Linked DNA regions of Astyanax mexicanus: region 1 is linked to region 2. Evidence: chromatin contacts called from public Hi-C data. All regions are on one chromosome and are shown on one strand. The core of a region is the stretch at or near the end of the contact, and the rest is flanking DNA. Distances in the headings are between cores, read along the strand shown. Region 1 holds the start of trpm1b (transient receptor potential cation channel, subfamily M, member 1b). Region 2 has its middle 46 kb from the start of klf13.

Region 1 (5,339 bases), core at 2,676-5,175, 86 kb before region 2:
TCTGATTGTAGCCTTAAACTTTAATTTCTCACTCTGACATACAGTAGCACTTTTGGACAAATTACTTTTAGTATTAAGTATTAAACACAGCCCCTGTAGCCAATCAAACAAAAAAAAAAAAAAACTAATGGGACAGTTACACACAGGGAAATAAAGCCTCTGTCCAGAAACTGCCCCAATGTGTTCAGTTAATCCTAATGCACAGTTACACAGTTATTACATATAAGAACAGAATCAGAACAATCAGTTAGGCCTGTGTGGAGTTTTCTAAAAATCTCTCTAAATATCTAAAAAAAATACATAATACGTGCCCACTTTGGACTGCTGTTAATTAATGTCAGTTCAGGGGAACTGTGGAGGCCATGGTGGCATCTGGAAAACCAAGAAAGGTTTCAGGGAATACAGCTCATATTAAAACCCCACCATATGTCATGCAAAAACCTGTTGGATGGTTCAAGTCAAGAGTAGTGGTGAACTAACAAGATCCAGTACTAAACAGTCAGTATTCAATAATAATAAAAAATCTTAGCGCTATTTTACACAGAATCAGCTATAGCATAAGCACCACATGCCTCATAATGTGGAGGTCCTTAATGTGCCGCCACAATAGATCTGACACTTCGAGGCATGGATTCCACAAGACGTCTGACAGCGTCCTATAGTGTCTAAAATCAAGATAAGCGTTTGCAGTAGATATGTTCTGTAAATTGTGAGATTAGGCCTCAATAGAACGCATCAATGAGCATTAGGTCCCTGAGACCATTAGTTCTTTTTTCAGGACCACTTTTAAATGGTACTGACTACTGCATACCACAAAAATATATATATAAAACATTGAACCTTCCTGATGTTTTAGAGATATTTTAACTGAGCTCACCCGAAACCTACTATTTACATTATGTCACGGCTGATCAGTTTTCAAAGCTTGTCGATTACTTTTAATTTTTAACTTGCTTAGAAGTTAATGTTTATTAACTATATCATATATAATTTAAGGTTAAAAGTAGTAAATTTTATCAAATATAATCCTAATCCTAAATCATAGTGCAAGGGTTATTGAGAATTAAGGTTATTTTGATGAATAGAAATGATCTATTAAGTCTATTCTATGTAATATCAACAACAAATCTTTTTAATGTACGTAATATTACAACAGCACTTTGTATTCTTCTGTACTTAAATGTATTCAGACGCATCATAATTGCTGCTGCATTGATACTGTATATTGTTGATTTTGTCATTCACACTTTTATTAAGAGTAGTTTAAGGTGTTACCATATTATTAATTTTAGTAGTAGAAGTTATACCAAATACTCCTATATCAGTTATAAGTTATAAATATAATTGAAGTGTTCTAGATGTAGCATATTGCTTGTTATTGTACTTTCCTTATGGTTATTGTACTATTCCAAAGAAGAAAAACATGTTTTTTGTTTCTTTGTTAGATTTTTACATTTACTTTCACTAGTTTTGGCAATGAGAATACCAAGTAATGAAGTGATTTAGGGGTTATTTTGTCCCATTATTCCTGTGAACATGTCTTAAGTCATACAGACATACAGGATTGTCATTGTTACATATTTAATCTCAGAATTATCCACACATTCTCTCTCTGCAGGTAGAACAGTCCATTACCCATACCCTTTTTTCCTCAGCCATGCTTTTGTAACATGTGCAGCATGTGGTTTTACATAGTCTTGTCACTATGTGATGTTAATGGATTATTAATAGTGATTACAAAGAGCAAATACTCTGCTCAAAATAAAAAAAAAAACAAAAAAAACAAATGCTCTACGTTTTTTAAATGAACACTGCTGAGAAGGACAGAGAGTGCTTAGCTATATAAGTGCGCAGCTGCTTGACTTAAAAGTAAGTAACCACTTTATTAGCCATGCTAACAAGAGTTAAGTGAGTGTGAAAATCTAAAGCCATAAAAGTGAGGAAATGTCAGCTCTGTAATGTCTCCCTCAGGGTTAGTTAGAGAAGAGAGTTCCTTTAAATGTTTAACAGAAACAGAATGCCTGGAATCATGGGAGTTGCATTCTTGTTTTAATGTGTAGTAATGTGTTTAAGTGAAGCAATTGAAGCAACACAGATGTCCAGAGATAATCTTGTTTTCCTGACGCACTTAAGTACATTTATTTTTCTTAAGTTAACAGCGAACATCATAGGAGTTTCTAAGCCCTTTTTGAATCCCAGTACCCGTAAAGCATAAAAGTGAATATAAACAGAAGTTTGTCTGATAGGATGACAATTTAAAAACAAAAAAAGTATATCGTAAAAATAATATTTGAACAACAAATACATACAGCAGCATACAGTGACTGTGCGCTGACCAGTTTTATTGGCTTCTAAACTTCTAAATGATGTTTAAAGTGAAAAGTTAAAAGTATCACACCTGTCACCTGTGTGTAGTAGTGTCTCGATCATAAGTTCAGAACCTGCAAATGGTCTTAATTAAATTGATAACAGATTATTAGAATTAGAATGTCTGATTTAAATCAAAACTATTCAAATTTTTCTGATATGACACAGCCTCCTGTCCTGATTGATGGTTAAAAATCATTGATAGTACAAAATGACATAAAAATATATGTATTTTGTGTAGTAAATAATTAAATATTTATTATAAATTAATTTGTGAATATCATACCTATAGCTCGGATCCTAGAATCACCTCTGTTGAGTATACTTGACATTTTCTTCATCTGAGCATCCCTGAGCTTCTGGACATGTTGATTTTAAAATTCCTAATAAATTATTATTATTATTATTATTATTATTATTATTATTATTATTATATACAATTACAATTTTTATCGGATGACATATTCTCACAGAAATGATTGCAATTAAACATAATAATACAGCAACACCTTTTTAAAAAGCCTTTGAAACATATTGGAATTGGAGTATAAACATTTTAAATATCATATATAAATAAAACAAAAACAAAATATGAGTTGAAATATTAGCTTTATGTTAATTTGCTCTCCTTCCCAAGAAAAACAGGTAAAACTTTATAACAAGGGTCACAAATAACCAAACTTACAGCAGTACTTAAACATTTTAAATGGCAAAGTAATGCCTCAACTATTTATTAACGAACATTAGTTAAGACATTATTAAACATTACTACATTTTAATGCTTTTATGAACTTTGTAAATAAGATAAAGACGTTATTTATTCTTTCTTAACTAGTGTCAATTAACAATTAGTTGTTACTGTTAATTTATTTAACCTTATTGTAAAACATTACCCAAAACAAAATGGGCAATATTTAGGTAATGTCAGTATACTGTCTAGTAAGTCGATAATAGTATTACTGTTTGATGAATTACCTGTGATTAATGATGTAAGTAAGGTGGGACATTAAAGGGTTAACTGTGGCTGAGCTGTGCTGGACTACAAACTCTCATAGCAAAATCTTACCTTCTGAGAGCCAGAGGTGGTGCGATTGATGGAGGTCTGTTTGAAAGAGCCTCCTGTTTTCCGTCCTCCCCTCTCCATGTGTTTAATCGCTGCCGGGTCTTCATAGACTCATGTTTGTCCTGTGTAGCCAAAGAGCCTTTTGCCCTTTCACAACCACACTGTACTAATGTCACAGCTAAAACCTCTATCACAGTCAAAGGATCATCTCTGTGCTTTCTATATCTCTATCTCTCTCTCACACAAACACTTTACTACTGCTGCTATCTCTCGCTCCCTCTATCCCTATCTATCTATCTCTCTCTCTCTGAGCTCACTGTCTCTTAACTGACAAGATAGACGTCGGTGAGGGATAAAAAATCATTCGACGACCAGCTTGACACATAGACCCTGTTTCCTCCTACTGGCACACTATAATCAGGCTTAATGCGCCCGGCTCTTGGAAGCTCCCGACTTTAATGGAGGGAGATTTAATAAATGGTTATTGGAGGTAAATCTACTTTAGGACACCATGGCCCCAAAAATGAGTCTGAAAGCAAACACACACACACACACACACACACACACACACACACACACACACACACATACAGGTTATGGGCCTCACTGATGATGTATGCAGATTGTTCATACATTACATTACATTACATTTGGCAGACACTTTTGTCCAAAGTGACTTACAGTAGTGAAGTACAAAAGTAATAGAAGGTAAAAACATCTTTAGATAGGGCCTAAAGGAGGTCAAAGGGAAATAATGGGATAGAGAAGTGAAGGAGGGGAAGAAGGAAATGAGGATAGAGGTAGTTAGTTTGTTAGAGGTGTTAGGAGAGTAAGTGCTCTTTGAAGAGCTCTGTCTTCAGGAGTTTATTAAAGATAGTGAGAGATTCTCCTGATCTGGTAGTAGAAGGTAGTTTGTTAGAGGTGTTAGGAGAGTAAGTGCTCTTTGAAAAGCTCTGTCTTTAGGAGTTTATATTAAAGATAGTGAGAGATTCTCCTGATCTGGTAGTGGAAGGTAGTTTGTTCCACCATTGGGGAACTCTGTATGAGAACAGTCTGGATTGCTTTGTGTGAATGTTTGTTTGGTAAAGCGAGGCGACGTTCATTGGAGGAGCTCAGCAGCCGGGAGGTAGCGTAAGCCTTCAGGAGCGATCAGTGCAGGTAGGAGGGAGCTGTTCTGTCATCACCTTGTAGGCGATTGCAAGAGCTTTGACACGAATTTGATACGAGCAGCAACTGGTAGCCAATGGAGCTCAATGAGCAGTAGACAGTACATACTTTCAGGGTGACAGGTGCGAGATGTTATAGAGATGTAGATACTGTATGATACAGATCACAATGACCAGGTCATCTTGGTTGAGAAGAAGGATGGGCTTTACACGTACAGAACTGTGCAAAAGTTTTAGGCACCAAAGCAAATTACACTAATCCATTTTTTCTCAACAATATGAGTGTTTTACCTGAAGAAAGCACCACATATGATTTAAACAGATGCAAGTCAACATAAATACAGTAAAACATAACAAGGAATTCTCATTTTTAACGAAGTATGTTATATCCTGTGAGCCAAGCTGAAGAACAAAGTGAAGTTCCAGATTTCTCCTGGATGCTCCTCAGCCAGCATGTGTATATTATGTTCTGTTCCATCAGCAGCTCACCTGATTTACCAAATTTACCAATTTACCAAACCTGTTGTTGATATGATGAGAACTAGAAAAAAACTCTATTAAACTCAGATGATAAGATATTAGGAGATGTTTTGCTTTTTGTAAAATTGCTGTTTGTATTTATTGTAATAATAGTGTTTTACTGAGCCAATAAATACTTGCTTCACAGATGAGAAGCTTTTTCTCTACTGAAAATCCCACAGGTGCCTTAAACATTTGCACAATACTGTATATTACATTTACAG
Region 2 (4,984 bases), core at 379-2,878:
AACGATTGTATCAAAATCCGAGGCGTGAACTCGTGCTTTTTTCCCCCCCACGCTTTGTGTGTGTAGAGTGAGCAGGAGGGGCTATGTGAGGACAGCTACACAAACCCAGAGAACTCTGTGTTCCTCTCCTGAGCACGACTAAGTGGGTGGAAGGCTGAGCTTGTGTACGTGTGTGTGTGTGTGTGTGTGTGTGTGTGTGTGTGTGTGTGTGTGTGTGTGTTTGTGTGTGTGTGTGTGTGTTTGTGTGTGTAATAGGGGGGAGGTGGGGCTGAGGTAAGGAAGAAGTGCTTCCTGCTTTGTTCTTTTATTTCCTTTTTCTACGTTTTATTTCAGCAGTTAAGTGCTGTCTGCTCGCCTTTAGTGATGAAGTGCTGGTAATTAATTCACAGCAGAAAAAAAATCAGACACCTAAATGACTCACTCCACCACCCAGAGTTTTACTCATATTTGTGGTGTGAGGGCTGAGAGGTGTGTGTGTCAGTGCTGCTGAATCTATAGCATAAATAATATTTGATGTTTGTGGGATGAAAGAAGAGAAGGCAGGAGAGTGGGTACTGTATGTGTGTAGGGAGGCATTAAGGCAGGACTGAGAGAGAGAGAGAGAGAGAGAGATTGGAGTGTGTAGAGAGTATGTGAGTAGGTGGTGGTAGGATGGTAATGCCCGGTGCTGTGAGGCAGACAGACTGAGGCAGTTCAGACTGTGTGTGGGAGTCTCTCAGTGGGTGCTGCTGTGGTGTGACCTCTCTCTCTCTCTCTCTCTCTGTATCTTTCTCTCTCTCACACACAGGAACTCTCTCTCTCTCTCTCTCTCTCTCTCTCTCTCCGGTTTGTGTGGGGGCGACACCGGCTTGCACTGGCATGCACACTTCTGCCTGTGCTGGAAATGAAGATTGAGAGAGAGAGAGAGAGAGAGAGAGAGAGTAGAAGGGGAGGACACAGTCTGGCCATTGGCAAAGTAAATCTTTATCGTTCTCATCAAAATTCTATCTTCTCTCCTTCATTCTTTCGTTCTTCTACACTTCTCACTGCTTCATTCATTCTTCCTTCACTCATCTGTGTCTTTTTCAAAAATTTATATAAGTACTCAGCTCAGCTCTTAGCTTTCATCCTTTCTTTCTTTTCCATATATAATTAAACATTTCCTTTGTTTGTTTGTTTTTATTTATTACTTCTTTTTTTCTTTCCTTTTACTTCTGTCTGTTTCTTTTGTTATTTTTTTCTATTTTTTTTTATTTTTCCCTTATGTCCTTCTGAATTTTTACTTCCGTCTTTTTTTCTTTCTTTCCCTTTGTCCTTTCTTTTGTTGCTGTTTTCTTCTTCCCTACTTCCTTTGTCTTGTTTTCCCATACTTTTTCATTTTTTCTTTCCATTTTCTCATTCTATACATCATACCTTTCTTAATACCTTTGCCTTCTTTCTTTCTTTCTTTCTTTCTTTCTGTCTGTCTTGTGTTGGTTGTGCTGTGTGCTGCTGGTGCTGCTCATGGTGATGTTGTTTGTGCGGGCAGCGTGTAATACTCTGTGGGTCTGCAGTGATGTGAGACTGGCAGCTGGCTGTACAGATCTGAGATCAGTGGGAGAGCTCAGAGCTCCTGATGCCTGCGAGGGACAGGCACAGCCCAGCTCTAATATATGAGCTATCTAAACAGCCCTGCAGCTTCACGTTAACACACCCCCAGCGCACCACCCAGCCTCCGCTCATTAATGCCAACTCTGCAGGGATTAAAGGGGCAGAGATGTGAGACTGATCCCGAATTTCATTCGTGACGCTATTCATCATGGTGTCACGCTATAACCTTCATGTTCTGACAATATAATAATAAATATTGAACTTTTTGCTCTCATTAATAAGCTTCAGGAATATCTCTTTGTGTTGCTGCCTTGCACCCCAAACCTCTGAAGCCTCTACAAGGGCATTATATTTTCATGTTACACCCTCATGATTGACAAAAATATAAAAGCCTTCAAAAGCCCCCAGAAAGAAAGAAAGGATAATGAAGACATGATGTGGAAACAGAGCTAGGAAAATTCCATGCTCCATTTGAAACGACAACCGGGGCTCGGATTTGATTCTGGAGGCTTTAATGAGGAGCTGAGCACCAGATAAACATCAATATTTATCAGAGGTATTTAAATTCCTCTTTTTTTGGAGGGGGATCTTGTTGCGGGAGAGCAGAGCCGGTTGTGCCTGCGACTGACATGAAAGCAAAGATGATAATTAGTGTTTTTGATAAGCACTCTCGCAGGGAAATTACTCCTATACAAGTGGCAACAGGGCTGTCAGGGCTGTGGGGCTGTCTCATTGTCGTCCCTACTAAGCATCTGTAGTGTCTGCCAAAAAAAAACTGAACAATGTGTGTGTGTGTGTGTGTGTGTGTGTGTGTCTATGTGTGTGCAATGTGTGTCTGCCAGATCTCTTTGCTAATGTGACCAGCTACCATAAATCCTGAAAACACAAAGAGGATGCACACTCCCCCACTCTCTCTCTTTCTTTCTCTCTCTCACTCTCTTTCTCACACACTCCTTTAAAAAGAAACACCCTCCCAGAAGAAGCTCTCCAGCCCTTTCCACTCTTCCCCTCTTCCACGTGGCCTCTTCAGTGTCAGCAGGTTCACACACTGTTTTTACAGTCTCCCTGATTAGATCTCCTCTGCCTCATGAATGCTGATTTGAGAAGTTTGCACTACTGGGCAGGACAGTGATGAGGTAGTGATAAACGGATCCTCTCCATAAACACTTTTAGAATTAGTGTGTCCTTTTTTAGATACACTAATGTGTCTTAAATGATACAACATATATTGTCTCTGAGCCATGTGGACTAAAGGCCTACATAAAACAGTATAAAAAATATAAATACGTTTTTTATGAACATTTAATGAAGATGAAGAGATTTCATGAAGAGAAAATGAGAAATGGCTGAAATAACAAACAAGATGCAGAGCTTTCAGACCTCACATAATGCAAAGAAAACAAGTTTGTAAAGTTCAAAAAATCTTTTCAGGCATGTTCTCCTCCACCAGTCTTACACACTGCTTTTGAATAACTTTACTCCTGGTGCACAAATTCAGCTCAGTTTGATGGTTTGTGATCACCCATCTTCCTCTTGATTATATTCCAGAGGTTTTCAATTAGGTAAAATCAAAGCTGTATTTTGTTTTTCTAAAATATGTACACAGTGCCATTTTTTCCCCCATACTGTTCCTCATAGTTTGGAACTGTAATTTTGACTTCTATGTCACTGTTGTAAATACAAATCAGGATTTAAGCTCCCCCTTCTGGACAGTTATAAACATTTTTGACTAGCTAGGAGATTCAAAGATTCGTTACTGAAAGTGAAAGAAGCATGTGGACGAACACAGTGGATTTTCATAATGTTACACAAATATGATTTGGGCTATGCAAGTCTACACAGGTCTTGCAAGAGGTCTCGTGCAGCTCCAACAAAGTTACATTGCGATGGTTCTAACAGAAGACTTTGATGCCACATTTATTCCAACTCAATCATCCAGACTGGCCCTGCCTGGTTGCCCAGAAATTAGGCTCCACCCCTGCCAACTACGTACATACAGCAGGATCAATCTGTAAGAGTCCAGATATGCCAAGACCTGGACTGCTGACCAAATCTTCTTTGTTACAGACTTCAATTTAAAGTTATGTTCCAAATCATACTGATAAATCTAATTGACGTATTTCTTCTTACATGCTTGTCTCTGGAGTCATTCTGGTTGAACTGGATTGTATCCTAAAACGATTATAACCACATATATTTACACTTAGTCATACAGAAATCTGATTGCTGTGTGAGACAGTATATGCAAATTTGCCTGCGGTGAAGCAATTATGTCTGATTAATCACAATTAATCACACCTTTTCTTCCTTAAGACTAAGCTTTTGATAATGGGTATTTAAATGTGAATGAAGTTATCAGTGTAAGACCACTTAGATTTTTTTTATTATTGGTGCCAGTACCTTAGTTTATTGTATTAATCACATACATTTTCTGTGAATAAATCATAGATAAAATCATGTTTTTTTAAATGCTGGTACGTAACTGTTTTGGGAAGGAGACAGTAATAATGGTGTAGTGTGGTTTACACCTGGCAGACTAGATACTTCTTTTTACTGTGTTATAATATCTCAGTGTAGTTTTGATGCTTTTTAAACTAGAATATTGTAATTTGCTGAGTTACTGAGGTTGACTGAAAGTTTTAATGGAGAAAATAAATATGTAGCTCCATATTCCACACTCAACAGCTTGAAAAGTGGAAACATGCCATCAGCTCTGTGTGTGTTTGTGTTTGCATGAGGTGACAAGGTGTAAACTGGATTGCAATGATTTTGAAGATTTCATTTAAGGTACAATTTTAATTTTACATTTTAAATTTGTATTTAACTTAATGGAGGTTAGGATCAGGATGACTTTCTTGTGGACCAAATTAAATGTCAGCTTTGGCTCAGGGTCACAGCAGAGGCCTGATTTAAGGTTTTAGTTTTAAAAATAATGTTAGTTACACTAAGAAAAAACAACATAATTTGAAAATGAATACATTTGATTTCCTCCAGACATTTGTTAACTGAATCAGTGTGAAAAAATGGCTGCTTTTGTTTGTAGCGGAACCCCCCCCAACCACCCCCCCTTCCACAGTGTGACCTGAATCTATCCCCTGACCCAGCTCAGAGTGAAGTATGTGGTGTGGAATGAGTGCTGTACAATGGAGCTCAATCTGCGCATTGCGCACACCAGCACAGCCCATTAAAGCAGCAGGCCTGTCACGAGACCCCTGCAGTAACATTCAGCCCGTCCCACACATCCTAACGTACCACCCCCACACGCTCGCTCTCCACCAACCACCAACGCAATGGAGATCTTCTGGCTCATAGAGCGTACTGTACTCTAGAAGACACGCACACACTGTGTGCAAATGATGACCTTCTCCCTTCCTTGTTTTCTTCTTTCACATTCAGCTCATTCATTTTCCAACTT

The links. A called contact is a pair of places that touch in the nucleus more often than the background predicts.
Region 1: a Hi-C map of blood shows a contact between it and region 2, with 6 times the contacts expected there. The contact joins the promoter of trpm1b here to the enhancer-like site in region 2. A contact is called at or near these places in 2 of 3 Hi-C or Micro-C datasets (blood and muscle).

What each region holds. Positions count from the first base shown.
Region 1 is chr2:57,395,479-57,400,817 of AstMex3_surface, reverse strand. trpm1b (transient receptor potential cation channel, subfamily M, member 1b) reads right to left here and starts at 3,925. Exons shown (of 27, transcript XM_015605134.3): 1 at 3,434-3,925. The coding sequence starts at 3,511.
Region 2 is chr2:57,307,560-57,312,543 of AstMex3_surface, reverse strand. No RefSeq gene overlaps it. Among protein-coding and RNA genes, the nearest start is that of klf13, 46 kb to the left of the region's middle. Within about 2 kb of position 1,628, the one cell type or tissue checked has an H3K27ac peak away from gene starts, as active enhancers do.